Linked DNA regions of Gossypium hirsutum: regions 2 and 3 are each linked to region 1. Evidence: chromatin contacts called from public Hi-C data. All regions are on one chromosome and are shown on one strand. Each heading gives the region's core, a stretch centred on a gene start, on an enhancer-like site or on the middle of the called end of the contact. The rest is flanking DNA. Distances are from core to core; before and after follow the strand shown.

What was found. Hi-C and Micro-C count contacts between places; a contact is called where the count stands out from the background.
Region 2: a contact with region 1 is called in a Hi-C map of hypocotyl, with 8 times the contacts expected there. The contact joins the promoter of LOC107948426 here to the promoter of LOC107898485 in region 1. A contact is called at or near these places in 4 of 34 Hi-C or Micro-C datasets (callus, hypocotyl and leaf).
Region 3: a Hi-C map of leaf shows a contact between it and region 1, with 2.8 times the contacts expected there. The contact joins the promoter of LOC107948479 here to the promoter of LOC107898485 in region 1. A contact is called at or near these places in 3 of 34 Hi-C or Micro-C datasets (all in leaf).

Annotation. Positions count from the first base shown.
Region 1 is chrA04:28,358,565-28,362,401 of Gossypium_hirsutum_v2.1, forward strand. LOC107898485 (enoyl-[acyl-carrier-protein] reductase [NADH], chloroplastic) reads right to left here and starts at 2,048. Exons shown (of 13, transcript XM_016823946.2): 1 at 1,833-2,048; 2 at 1,108-1,430; 3 at 790-899; 4 at 621-676; 5 at 441-525; 6 at 308-355. The coding sequence starts at 1,384.
Region 2 is chrA04:28,799,203-28,803,391 of Gossypium_hirsutum_v2.1, forward strand. It overlaps LOC107948426 (DNA polymerase delta small subunit), which reads left to right and starts at 1,541. Exons shown (of 14, transcript XM_016882968.2): 1 at 1,541-1,787; 2 at 1,880-2,009; 3 at 2,872-2,978; 4 at 3,107-3,233; 5 at 3,681-3,788. The coding sequence starts at 1,731.
Region 3 is chrA04:27,908,042-27,912,255 of Gossypium_hirsutum_v2.1, forward strand. It overlaps LOC107948479, which reads left to right and starts at 2,323. Exons shown (of 2, transcript XM_016883039.2): 1 at 2,323-2,784; 2 at 3,611-4,214. The coding sequence starts at 3,659. The coding sequence ends at 4,072.

The DNA.
Region 1 (3,837 bases), core at 798-3,297:
GACATTAGGAAAATGGTAAGCAACATAAATTTGACATTGTGGTTTATGATTTACACAGCTCTAAGCCTCTAGCTATTTAAGGGAAAAAAAAAACAATGCAGTTCATTAAAACATGCGAAAGGCATCTTAGATATCAAAAGTCGAGCATGCCATGCAGCTGAGATGGATATTGTAGTAACTCACAGGTATTGAAACAATGATAATATGTACCCAACTAAAAAGAATGATTTTATCTTCCCTATGGAATGTGAAGGCGACTTAAATAGTTACATATTATGAGGTTTGATTTGACAGAGCAGTTTTCCACCTGAACTGTCCAGTTTGAAGACCCGGCGTAACGTTTGTTTGTTTCCACCTGAAGGAAACCAAAAATTAGGATATTACAAAAAAAAAAATCAATATTTGCCTTCTTCTAAAACCATACGGAGAAAAAGGCTTACATCTACAGGTACATCCTCGGGAGAGTCATAAACAGCATCCATGGGATAAACTTTGGTGATCTCCATTAATGACCCATCTGGCAATCTGGAAAAGAAAATTCCAATCAGCATACCGTAAGTGAGAAATCGGCAAATACCAAAATCTACGCAATCAACAGGAAAGAACATTTTTGTTCTTACATGCGTGATTCATCAAATTTCCCACGTCTTAGACTGCTTTCGAATATGTTGAGTGCCTGCAAAAAGAAATGTTTGCAGTTATAAGAAAAACTGTAAAAAAGTACAACTTTGACCTTAAAATGAGACTCTTTGCTTCTAAATGACACATATGTTATATAAAGATACATACAGGCACCCATGTTCCAACAAGAATTTCAGCTCCAGCAGCAGCAAGAGATTTTGCTATTGCCCAACCATATCCATTGTCATCAGCAACACCAGCTATAAATGCTCTTTTACCTGCAAACCGACACATCATATTAGATGTTCAAGTGGTTTACGTCCATACTGCACAGACAAATTTCATGTCTTAAGAGCTTTTCAGTCATGTCAAGATTCAAAAAACATGGTTAGCTGATACAACATCATCATGTATTCTAATCTGTATTCAACATTATTGAATTAACGCATAGAAGTTATAAGAGAGGGGGAAATAAGGACAGGTTACCTCTCAAATCAATAGGAAGTCCAGAAAAAGGCTTGTTGTCACTTTGTTCAGACATGGCTCTTGTAACAAACTTTTCAAACTTGACAGGCTTTGAAGTGATCCTATGGAGGAACGGCTGCCTTGACGAGATGTGAGAGGCACTTGCAAGCCCTGACCATGATGCCTCTTTATGCTGAGCGATGATGTTCACCATGGTCGAGACAACAATTTTACGAGAAGAAGAAATACAAGGTTTAATGTTGGTCATGTAAGGGCCAGGAGTTGCTGCGGTTCCCATATTTTCTTCTTTTATCTTACTTGAATCACCCAAAGTCAATACAGTTCTACAAGATCAAGTGGAACAGTTAAATAATCAAGTAAAACACAAGGCATTATGGTTAACAGAAAGGCAACATTTTTAAGTAATATCATTAGCAAGAGTGATAACTTTATAAAATAAGAGACACCAACATCCCCTCTGTGGGAATGTAATAAGATGACAAAAACTTTTTCTTGGTAAATAAATTGTCTCCAACACCCAAATCTCTGGTTGGCTTGGCCATTGTGTGGTGTAATGCTCTGACATGTAATAAATGGTTGGTTATTTTCATCAGATTTCTAAGGGACCAAATTAGAAGCAGAAGATTTCCCTTAATGCTCAAATAAACATGTAAATGGAATGAAGGCATTAGTAAAGTTTGAATAACATTGAGCAAGAAATAACATGGAAAGATCTGAAAACTCACCGAAGCAAAGGAGGAGGAAGATTGGGTTATGAATGTGGGGATTGTACGGAAAGAGCAGTGAGGTGATGAGAATATAAAGAAAAGAGGAGGGAAGTGGGGTTATGTTTTGGGGGTTTCGATGAAACCGAAGTGGTTGATGGAGTTTTGGTTTCCAACAGTTGGGAAGCAACGACGGGAGCTTTGGAAATGTCGACCTCAGTTTGGTTTTGGATCCTTACTCAAATTACTATTATGCCCTTCTTTCTCTTTTTGTTGGCTGTGAATGGATTGGACTCTTGACTCGTTGATTTGACTTGCTGTCAAAAATAGCCTTATGGCCCGAATTATACTTGTTTTTTCAATTTTAGTACTTAAAAATTTTTTTGTCTCACCTTTCTATTTAAATTATTTTTTATTATCCAAATTAATTTAAGGCATAAAAGAAAATAAGATATATACGTGAGACTATTAGAATATGTGACATCATTTTTTTGTATTTTTAATACAATTTATATTCTATTGATTAAAAAATAAAAAAAATCATATAACATATAAAAAATAAAAAATATTTAAAAAATTCTAAAATACTAAAATTTTAAAATTCTAAAATATATAAATATAAATTTTAAAAAATCATAATAATATATAAAAATTGTAAATTTTATAAAATTGAAAAAGTATTTAAATTTTAGAAAATTAAAAAAATTCCATTTTTCAAAAATATATATTCAGGAATAAATTTTATTTCAAATTCTAAAAATTCAAAATGAATAAAAGTAAAAAAGAAAAAGTTTAACTTAAAGAAAAACTTAATGTCTAGAAATTAAAAATTTTAATTTATAATTTAGACGTAGGTCAATATTCGATCAAATATCGATCAATGATGGCCAATGATTGATTAAAGTTAATGTATTAAAATATTTAGTTTTTAAATATTCTTTTTTTCTACTTTTTCATATAAATTTAAATTATTTAATTTTAATAAATTTACTGTCACACACCCAGAGGTGAAGCAAAAAAAAATTAGGGGGACCGAAATGAAATTTTAATTTTTAATAGTTTATATATTTATAATTTTTAAAGGATTAAATAAATTTTCATAATTTTAGGGGGCTAAAGTGTAATTTTACCTTTACTAATTTAAAATTTTTAAAATTTTTTAGAAGGCCAAAACAATAATTTTCCATTTCAGGGGGCCGGGGCCCTTGTCAACCCCCCTGGATTCGCCTCTGCACACTGCACATTCTAATTGGTTGGATTGCCACATGGCATGTGATGCGAGCGCGCCCAACGATTCAGCTAGTTCGAGTAAAGATCATCTGACGCTACCACAAGGCCCTATCACCCGAGCTCGAGCTAAGGCTTTCAAAGATTCTATTTTAGCTCTTGTAGCTCGAATTTGGGATGAAACTCAGCCCAGCCGCAGCGAGGAAGCTTAAATTAACTCTTCCAGTTCACCTCGCAACTTGCTACTAGTTCAGATTCAGCTCATGTCCAGCTCCCCAGCTCGGGTCCAGCTTACGAGTCCAAACCTAGCTCGGATTTAGCTCACGAGCTTACCCCCAGCTCATCACTAGCTCATGCACCTATATCGAGCTCAATAAGTCTATTCGTCCCTAGCTATTAAATAAGATTGATGCATTAAATAAATTTGAACATATTTATTTAAATAATTAATTTGTTTAATTCTGGACATTTTAAATAAGTGTGCCGAATTTAATTAGGTTATTACATGTTATTAATATGTCTTGGTTTAACTAGGATTTAATGTGTCCAAATTACTACAATTATTTATTATGTTAGTCGAATTTATGAGTGTGTTTAATATGTTAATATTTGCTGCCACCTTAATGTGTTTACATTGGTGATTAATGCTTGATTTTAATGTTGCAGGTACATCACTCCTTGGACGGTAAGATGCATGGATGAATTAAGTTGGAATGATGATTTTTGGACTTTCCAAAGCAACCATTCGGCCAAGAGTCACTTTATCCTTCAATTCTCCAAAGTGGCTGAATCTCTTCCC
Region 2 (4,189 bases), core at 291-2,790, 440 kb after region 1:
GCTAGAGATCCATGAGCAGTGGAAGTACCAAGTATCTTATGGAGAGTCTCAAGTTGGGTATTGGTTAGGCGAACATCGAGAACATCATCTGCAGCAGTGGAGGATAATAGGGCAGTTTTATTATCATTCTGTTTTTTTTCAGGATAGCCATGGAATTTGAAGCACTTTTCCTTTGTATGACCAACACGGTTGCAGTGGTTACACCATGGTCTGGTTGATCCAGAATCATTTCCAGCACGTGGTTTTTGTGGCTGTGGACCTCTGGAGATGAGGGCAGAGGTCTCAGTAGACCGATTGCCAATAGTTGTCACATGTTTAAGTTCCTTTGAGTATCCCATCATGACAAGACGACTCTTTTCTTCTCTTCTAACTTCTGCAAATGCTTCACCGATGGTTGGTAGAGGTGATCTGCCCAGAATTTGGCCACGAACCTCATCTAACTCACGGTTCAATCCTGCTAGAAACTCATAAAGACGTTCATTGTTGAGGTGAGTCATAAACTTGGTGTGTTCCAAGCCTTCACCCCAATCTGCCTCATAGTATATATCCAATTCCTGCCACAAAATTTTTAGATTGTTGTAGTAGTGAGTTACTTTGAGTGTCCCTTGTCGGATATCCTTTAACTTAAGCTTGATCTGAAATACTTGGGAGGCGTTTCCAAGATCCGAGTAGTTTTCTTTAACTGCATCCCACATGTCTTTTGCAGTTTTGAAAAAGAGATAGGTGCGGCTTATATGGCCTTCCATCGAATTAATTAGCCAAGCCATTACAATCGAGTTGTTGAGTTCCCAAGTGGCATAAGTCGAGTTAGCTATGGTTGGTCGTGGAATTTCTCCATTGATGTATCCTAATTTGCCACGACCACGAATCACCATAAGGACCGATTGAGACCATTCAAGAATTTCTTCCTATCTAGTCGATGATTGGTGATTATAAGGGAGGAATTAAGTTCACCTTGAGTGATTCCCTGATTGACATTCTGAGTTATTTGTGAAGTCTCAGTTTTAGATAGAGTTTCATTGAAGTCACCCATGAGAGGAGGACTAAACCGGATGAATTTTTAGGAAGGGATATTAGAGACGAATGAGCAGGATCGAATGAATCCTAAAGCTCTTGATACCATGAAGAAACTTAGAAAAAGATTATTTTCATTCTGCTAATTAGTTTACACCAAAAAAGAGAGGAATTCACACAAACAAGGAAAACAATCCCTAAAAAACAGTAACTTCCTAAGAATCAGTGACTGAAATTAGTTTCTATTTACAAGGGAACTCCTAGTAATAAGGTAAGTTTTTTGTCCTTAATCTTAGGAATTCCAACATATTTTTTAAAAAATAATATTTTTAATGCTATATAACTCATCAACTAACTCATTTGAGATATTAAAAATTTAAAATAAGGAAAAAAAAGTAATTGATATCAAGTTTAATTACTAAATGTTGTATTAATCTTTTCAATAATAAAATAGTAGAAAGAGATTTGCAAAATAGAAAACAGGAAAAAAAAAACATGATAAATGCTCATATAATTAAGCAAGACTGGAGACGCGGGGTATCGAACCCCGTACTTCTCGCATGCAAAGCGAGCGCTCTACTGTTTGAGCTACATCCCCGAATGGCTTGATTGAGGCTTAAAATAAATACATCGTAAAGTGAATTGGATGTATAAAATCTCTCCACTCAGAAGAATTGCCGTAGAGAAATTTCAGTCTCCAATCCAAGTTTCCCGCCATGGAAGTCGACTCGCAAGAACAACTGCAGAGAAAACAATCCACTTACCTCTCTTTAGTAACTCCAACCTCATTTTCTTCCCTTTCACAATATCCTAAAATCTCTTCTGATTTTGTGAAACTATAATCCCCTTTTTCTTTGTGTCTTAGGATGAGAATTTCGAGATTCAGAAGGAAGTTTACAGAGGCCAGCAGTACAGTCAAATTTACTTTGCTCGTCTTCACATGATGAGAACTTTGCTTTACTCCCTTGTGCCCAACTGGAAATCCCATCTCCCCGGTAACCTCTCTTAAAAAAAAAAGGAATATTTCGGGAGATTTCCAAAATTGTTTATTCTTTTAATTTATTAACTATGGTACTCTTTTTCCCTCTTCTTATTATGGGTTTTGGGTTTTGAAGCAAGCAGCAGCTTTGGCTAGTCATTTTTGGCTGCTTTGTTACCTGCATTTGGACTTAAGGAATTTTTGTAATTTGCAGTGTCTGGGGCTCTTAGGGTTCGCAGTGAATATAAAAAAAGTCTTTGGTATTAGCTTTTGATTGGTGTGTCCTTACCCTGTGATTATTTGGATTCCATTCTAGAGGTTTTGACTGATTAGCATGGAAGGTTATGTTTGAAATACTTGCATTGTGGCTAAGAATTACTATTGGTACTCATACTCGTTGGGGACTAGTCTGACCTATGTTGCTCGGAATTTTCGTTCTTCTTGGAGTACCCTTGTCCGACACTCGTTTCTGACACACATGAGAATTTGATCTCCAAGGATTCTCCAAAAAGATGGAAAAACTTAGAAAATCTTGCAATGCACGTAGGATACACTTGAGTCCAAGTAACATAGACTCTGATAAGTATTTCTCATTCAAAAGCTTTCTTCAAGGTGACAGGTTCTATTTTGAAAAAAAAAATGCACTAGATACTGTTGCTCATATTTCTGATGAGTTTGTTGTTGGTATTATTTGTGCATCTGAAATTTTGTTGCCTCTGTAGTGTACTTTTTCACATTAGAAATTTGAAGTACCAGAACTTTCCAGTCCTCTCATTGGTTGTGGCTAAAGATAATGGGGATTCAAATAAATTTGTAGTTTGATCGAGTTTTTAGTTTCCATGGAATAATTTAAAAATTTTCCTTCTCTCTTTTTGTAGTTTGTACAGTTTTAGAGCTCGAAGAAGGCAAAGAATGCATCATTGTTGGTACTCTTTATAAGCATATGAAACTCAAACCTTGCATTCTTGATGAATACTCTAAGGAGGTAATATGGTTGTTAATGGATGTATATTATTGATTAGTTTATTTCATTTTGTATATTGAACTCTATGTTGGAAATTCAGTGTTGTTTGACTTTGAACGTTCTGTGTATAATCTTTTTATAATTTACAGAGATCTGTTGCCCCTCTTATAAAACCTCATAATTTTATGCATCAAGATGACTACTTGGTTTTGGAAGATGAAAGCGGACGAGTGAAGCTTGGCGGTACTAAGCTTTCACCCTCAGTTTATGTAACAGGTCTGTATTGCTATCAATTCACTATCCATATTTGGAGTTTCTGTTCACAATTGACTTGTTTGTCAATCCATTGGAAATGATTGCATTTGTTGCACTTAATTGCTTCAAAGCCTTGTTTATAGATTACCATGTTGAGCAATTATCAAACTATTAATTGCATTCATGCCTTTAGCTTCTAGAGGAAATCATATGAGCTTGTTGAGGGCCTCAACTATTTGGTTCATTGCATTCAATTTTACTCACTCTTATCATTTTTGAACTTTTCTTTTCTTTTCTTCCCCTTGTTTTTAAACACAAGCTTCTATGATCTAGATATGCATGCCATTGAGTGATATGCAATAACTTACTGTTTATGCACTATCAAGGCTTCAATTAGTGGAATTTATGGGCTCAAACATTACCCTAATGAAACATGTTGATCTTTCACTTACGCTATGCGTTTGATAGGTGTTGTTGTTGCGTTGCATGGAAAGGAAACCAGTGCAGGAGCCTTCTTTGTTGAAGATGTTCTCGAAGCTGGCTTACCACCTCAGATTGAACGACCGCTAAAATCAAGTATGATCTGATTGCCCTTCTACCTCTGAATTTATGTTCTTTGCTCTAAAGTTGCATCAACTCTGTAAAGGAGCCACTTCTCTATTGGATATAAGCATTCCTCATCTTATCTAATCTGCATACAGTGTTTATCCCTGGTTAGATTAATACTATTATCTAACATGCTAAGAAAACTACAGATGGTTTGTAACTGATTTTTTCTTGTTTTTTTGCTAAAATAGAGAAATTACTAGAACAATTTGTCAATTCACCATGTATAAAATGAAAGGTGTTGCATCTTTGACTGAGGAAATGATACGACTCATTAGTCTTGAAAGGATTCATGCATTAAAGCTGCATATTTCTGCAGATTTATAAAGTGATTTTCATTCATCAAGAGTTGACAAGCAGAGCTCTCTATC
Region 3 (4,214 bases), core at 1,073-3,572, 450 kb before region 1:
GAGCAGCAGATTAAACTATTTTTCACATTTAAGGAGCTTGAATACAAGCGTTTTCGTTATGTTTTTAATTCAGTTTCTTTAGTTTTGTTCACATTCAATAAAATGTGCACATTGAGTCTTTTATTAACCTTAAGTGCCGAATGAGGCCTAAGGGAGAGCTAACGTACTTTGTGAGTGTGCAGGAGACCATTAGAAGAAATTTCGGGTCAATACTGGATGCTATGTTGCAACATAGGGGATCCAATGTCACAACATAAAAAGTAGAATAAAGAAAGTGAGAAATTGCCTTCAATGTTGCGACATACTCCTGAAGATGGCTATAGAGGAACATGTTGGTTGTTACCTCGCAACATGGGTCTTGGTGTGCCGCGACATCAACTCTGTGACAAGAATAAAACATGAAGTAAGGGCGTTTTAGTCTATACAATCGAACTTTAAGCTCGAGAACATCAACTAACCTAGGGTTAAGGACGACGACCACCTGAAGGCTATAAATAGGTTCCTTTAGCACATGTATAACACATCTAAGTTTTAACCTAGTTTTCTTCCGTTAAACTTAGGCTTTTTTTTCTTTCCTTATTAGGTTTTCCTAGTTTTAGTTATTTGCTTTCTTTAAGAGATCTGATTGTGAAGGAGATCAACTTCTGTGGATTCATGCTTATTATCAATATAAATCAGGTTTTTCTTAAACTCTTTATTTCAATCCATTCTCTATTATTAATTCTTCCATTCATTCCATGTTGTTTATGAAAGCCATGAGAAACTAATCCTTCTATGGGGGATTAGCAAGTGCAAGCATGATCTCTTAAATGTTTTGTAGGGTTATTCAACGGATTAATTGTTTGGGAAAGGAAGAATGTGAAAAAAACCCTAGGCCTGACAACCCTAAGAAGTCATCAAGGTGGGAATTAACCCAAAATTGGTATTGCCTATCCGTGAACACCTTGACCCTAAACCAGTCTGGACTGTGAGGTCGGAAGATAAGTAATTCTTGTTGACTCGCTATGTTAGTGGAAGATCGAAATATCCTACTAGGGTAGCGACTAGTTGATTGACGAAGAACTCAAGATAACAGTTGATTGAGATTGCTTAAGGAAGCAAATCACCTATCTTCAAATTTGATTCACTTTATTTTTCTCTATCTCTTGTAATTTTACTCTTTTTTGTTATTTTATTTCCTTAGTTTAAGAAACCCTGAAATTATCTCTTATTTTACTTTTGTACTATAACTGACTTCAAGTATTAATTAGATCTTTAATTGTTTAGGTTAAGATTGATTTAGTACTAGCCTTCCTTGAGTACGATCCTCGGAGTACTTACCTATTTCGTTATAAAATTTATATTACAACTCGACTTGTATACTTACGAATACCACCTTGTAATTTTTTATTCTATTACAGTATTCACACTCTGGACGTTAGTATGTCCGGAGGCAGTCATGTCTCCAAATATTCAGAGCGAAAACTACTGTTGCAAGTTCTAGATCATGAGTAGGATAATTCTGTTCATGTGACTTAAATTGTCGAGAAGCATAAGCAATCACTTTTCTCTCTTGCATTAATACATAACCTAAATTGTTGAGTGATGTGTAGTTGAACACAACAAAAGTATATTTTTACTGCTAGAGAGAGAATAGCTCAATAAACATGAAATGCTAGATTAATTATATAAATTATATAGTATGTTTATTTTTCTTGTTAATTTATTAATAATTATATTTTATGATATATTTTTAGACAATATATTACATATGATGATTTTATTTTAGTTTTTAAATGAATCTATTGAAGCGGATCAAATGACAAATAATTAATATATTAAATTTTAGAAAAATTTATATTAATTTTTTATAAATTAGTATATTTTAAAATTTATTATGATATAGTTGTGGAATTATAAGGAGTGTAATTAGGGTTTGTATATTTTAAGTATCAAAATCCTAAATAAATAAAGGGAAGAGCGAGGCTAATCAAATTTCTGATCTAAAAACAGTGACACTACCTCTAAACTAAGATAACGCGCCTTTGCGTTTTCCTTTGGAATTCACTCACGCTCCTACTGGCGCGTATGATTTAAACCAAGTCTCAGTTTACAGAATCTGTAACAATCTATGGAAAAATCCTGTGTACAAACGCTTATATAGATATATTTGTATGTCATGCAATAATCACCGTACACATTCAGTCAAAGTCACCCAAAACCAGCAGTCAAACTTTTAGATGAATTGATGATCATCCCACATTTGTTGTTTGACAGTGAGCAAAGTGTGTGTTACTTCTTTCTACTTCAGTTTTTACTCTACAAAATAAATACCTTTATCTATTTTTTTTTTGTTTGTACACCAAATGTTCAATATCAATGCTATAACTTGAAGTTGAAGTTGAAGTTGAACCCTTGCTTTCAACACTTATCTCTTCTTTTACCACTGACCATTTCTTCTTCCTACCATTTCTTGTTCTAATAATCTTCTCTTTCTCAACCTTGCCTTAGCTCTGTTAAAATACTCACTGTGCTTTTTGATGATGTTTCCTTTAACTTAAACTATATTCTCTGATCTGCGTTTTCTTTTATTTTTCGTTTAGATCGTTGTTTTCGGGGGGGGGGGGGGGCGGGGAGCTTATCTTGTTCTTTGTTGGCTTCATTCTCGTAAAACCATTGAGAGGAACAAGTGGTCCATTTTCTTCTTTCCTCTTGGGGTTTTAGCAACTTCCTTGACTTTTATTATGAGATTCTGAAAAATGGGATTTTGTGTCAAAGATGCAGAATATTGGTGTCTGTTTTAAGGTTAGTTTCATCTTTCTTGTTTCATTTTAAAAAAAATAAACAATGGAGTTCTCTCTTGAAAAAGTAGTTAAAAAGCTATTATGTAAAATGTTTGTTTATGGTGTATTGGTTTATAAGAAGTTAATGCTGTGTTTGGTGACGTAATTATTAGGGATGAAGAATATATATTTAAACTGAAACACAGATTTAATATCTTATAGTTTACCTACTTTACCTGAAGTTAATAAACGAGAGATGATGTTCTTCTTATGTAGGGAGGTAAATAAAACAAAAGATTTAGAATCTATGGCTTTTGTATTGATTTGGGTTTCCTCTATTGTTAGCGTGATTACACTTATTTGAAGATTGCTCGGATTTGTAGTTTACAGATGTTGAGATTTGGGGGCTGTTCTTGTGCAGTTTTTAGGTTTGAAATTAGGTTTATTTGTGTTGAATCTTTTGTTCTTTTCCAATCCAATGATTAATCTCTTTTTGAGAGCAGTTTGGTTGAGTTTTTTATCCTTTCAATTTAGTCCCAGAAAACTTTGGAAAAGAGGTGGAATTAAAACAATAAAATCCATTTCTTATTCATTAAAAAATGGTAAAAGCTGTAGTTGTATGAACCATATTGGAATTTCTGTGGAGGTTCAGGTGTGTTTTACCATTGTTTCTTAGAAAAGGGAACATTAAATTAAAGGATGGTGCACTAAATCATATTGTGACCTTCTGAAATGGAGTGTGCTATTTCCTATTTCTCTCTCACTTAATAATCTCTGTTTTTCTTGTTTTCATTGATCATTTGTTATTGGAAGTGGATTCTTTTGAATATATTTCTTTGTGTTTGTAGGAACCTACTTCAGTTGTTTGAGATTGTTTTCTAACTGGTTCTTGTAAAATGAGAAAAGGCAGAGGAAAAGCAAAGAAGCCGACTATTGTTTCTTCTCGTGAGGATCCTGGAAGTGGTGAAGATGAAAAGATTCCAGAATCTAAGAGAAGAGGAAGGCCGCAAAAGCAATTGAAGGATGATGTTGATGAAGATGATGCAGAGAAGAAAGAAGAAGACGGGGAAGAAGTGAAAGGTTCTGTTCCCATCAAAGAGATGAAAAGTCAGGCTGCTACTGAGAACGGAAGGAAGAGGAAAAGGTCAATGCAGGCAAAAGAAAACTTAGATTCAGTCAAGAAAGAAAATTGTATTACAGCAAAATCGAGCACTGATGATTCATCAAAATCTGTTGGCTATCGACAAAATGGTAGCAGGCGCAAAAGCAAGCCTCGACGGGCTGCTGAAGCCGTCGTTGAATGCAAGTGACATTCTGGTTAACCATCACAGTGAAATTTTACCTTCTTTTTTGGACCTGATAAGCCATTCCAAAAGTAATGCTTATCAGCTCATGTATGGATTCAGATGTTTCTTTTTGTCACATGCTATTTGTTTTTGTAGTTTCTGAATT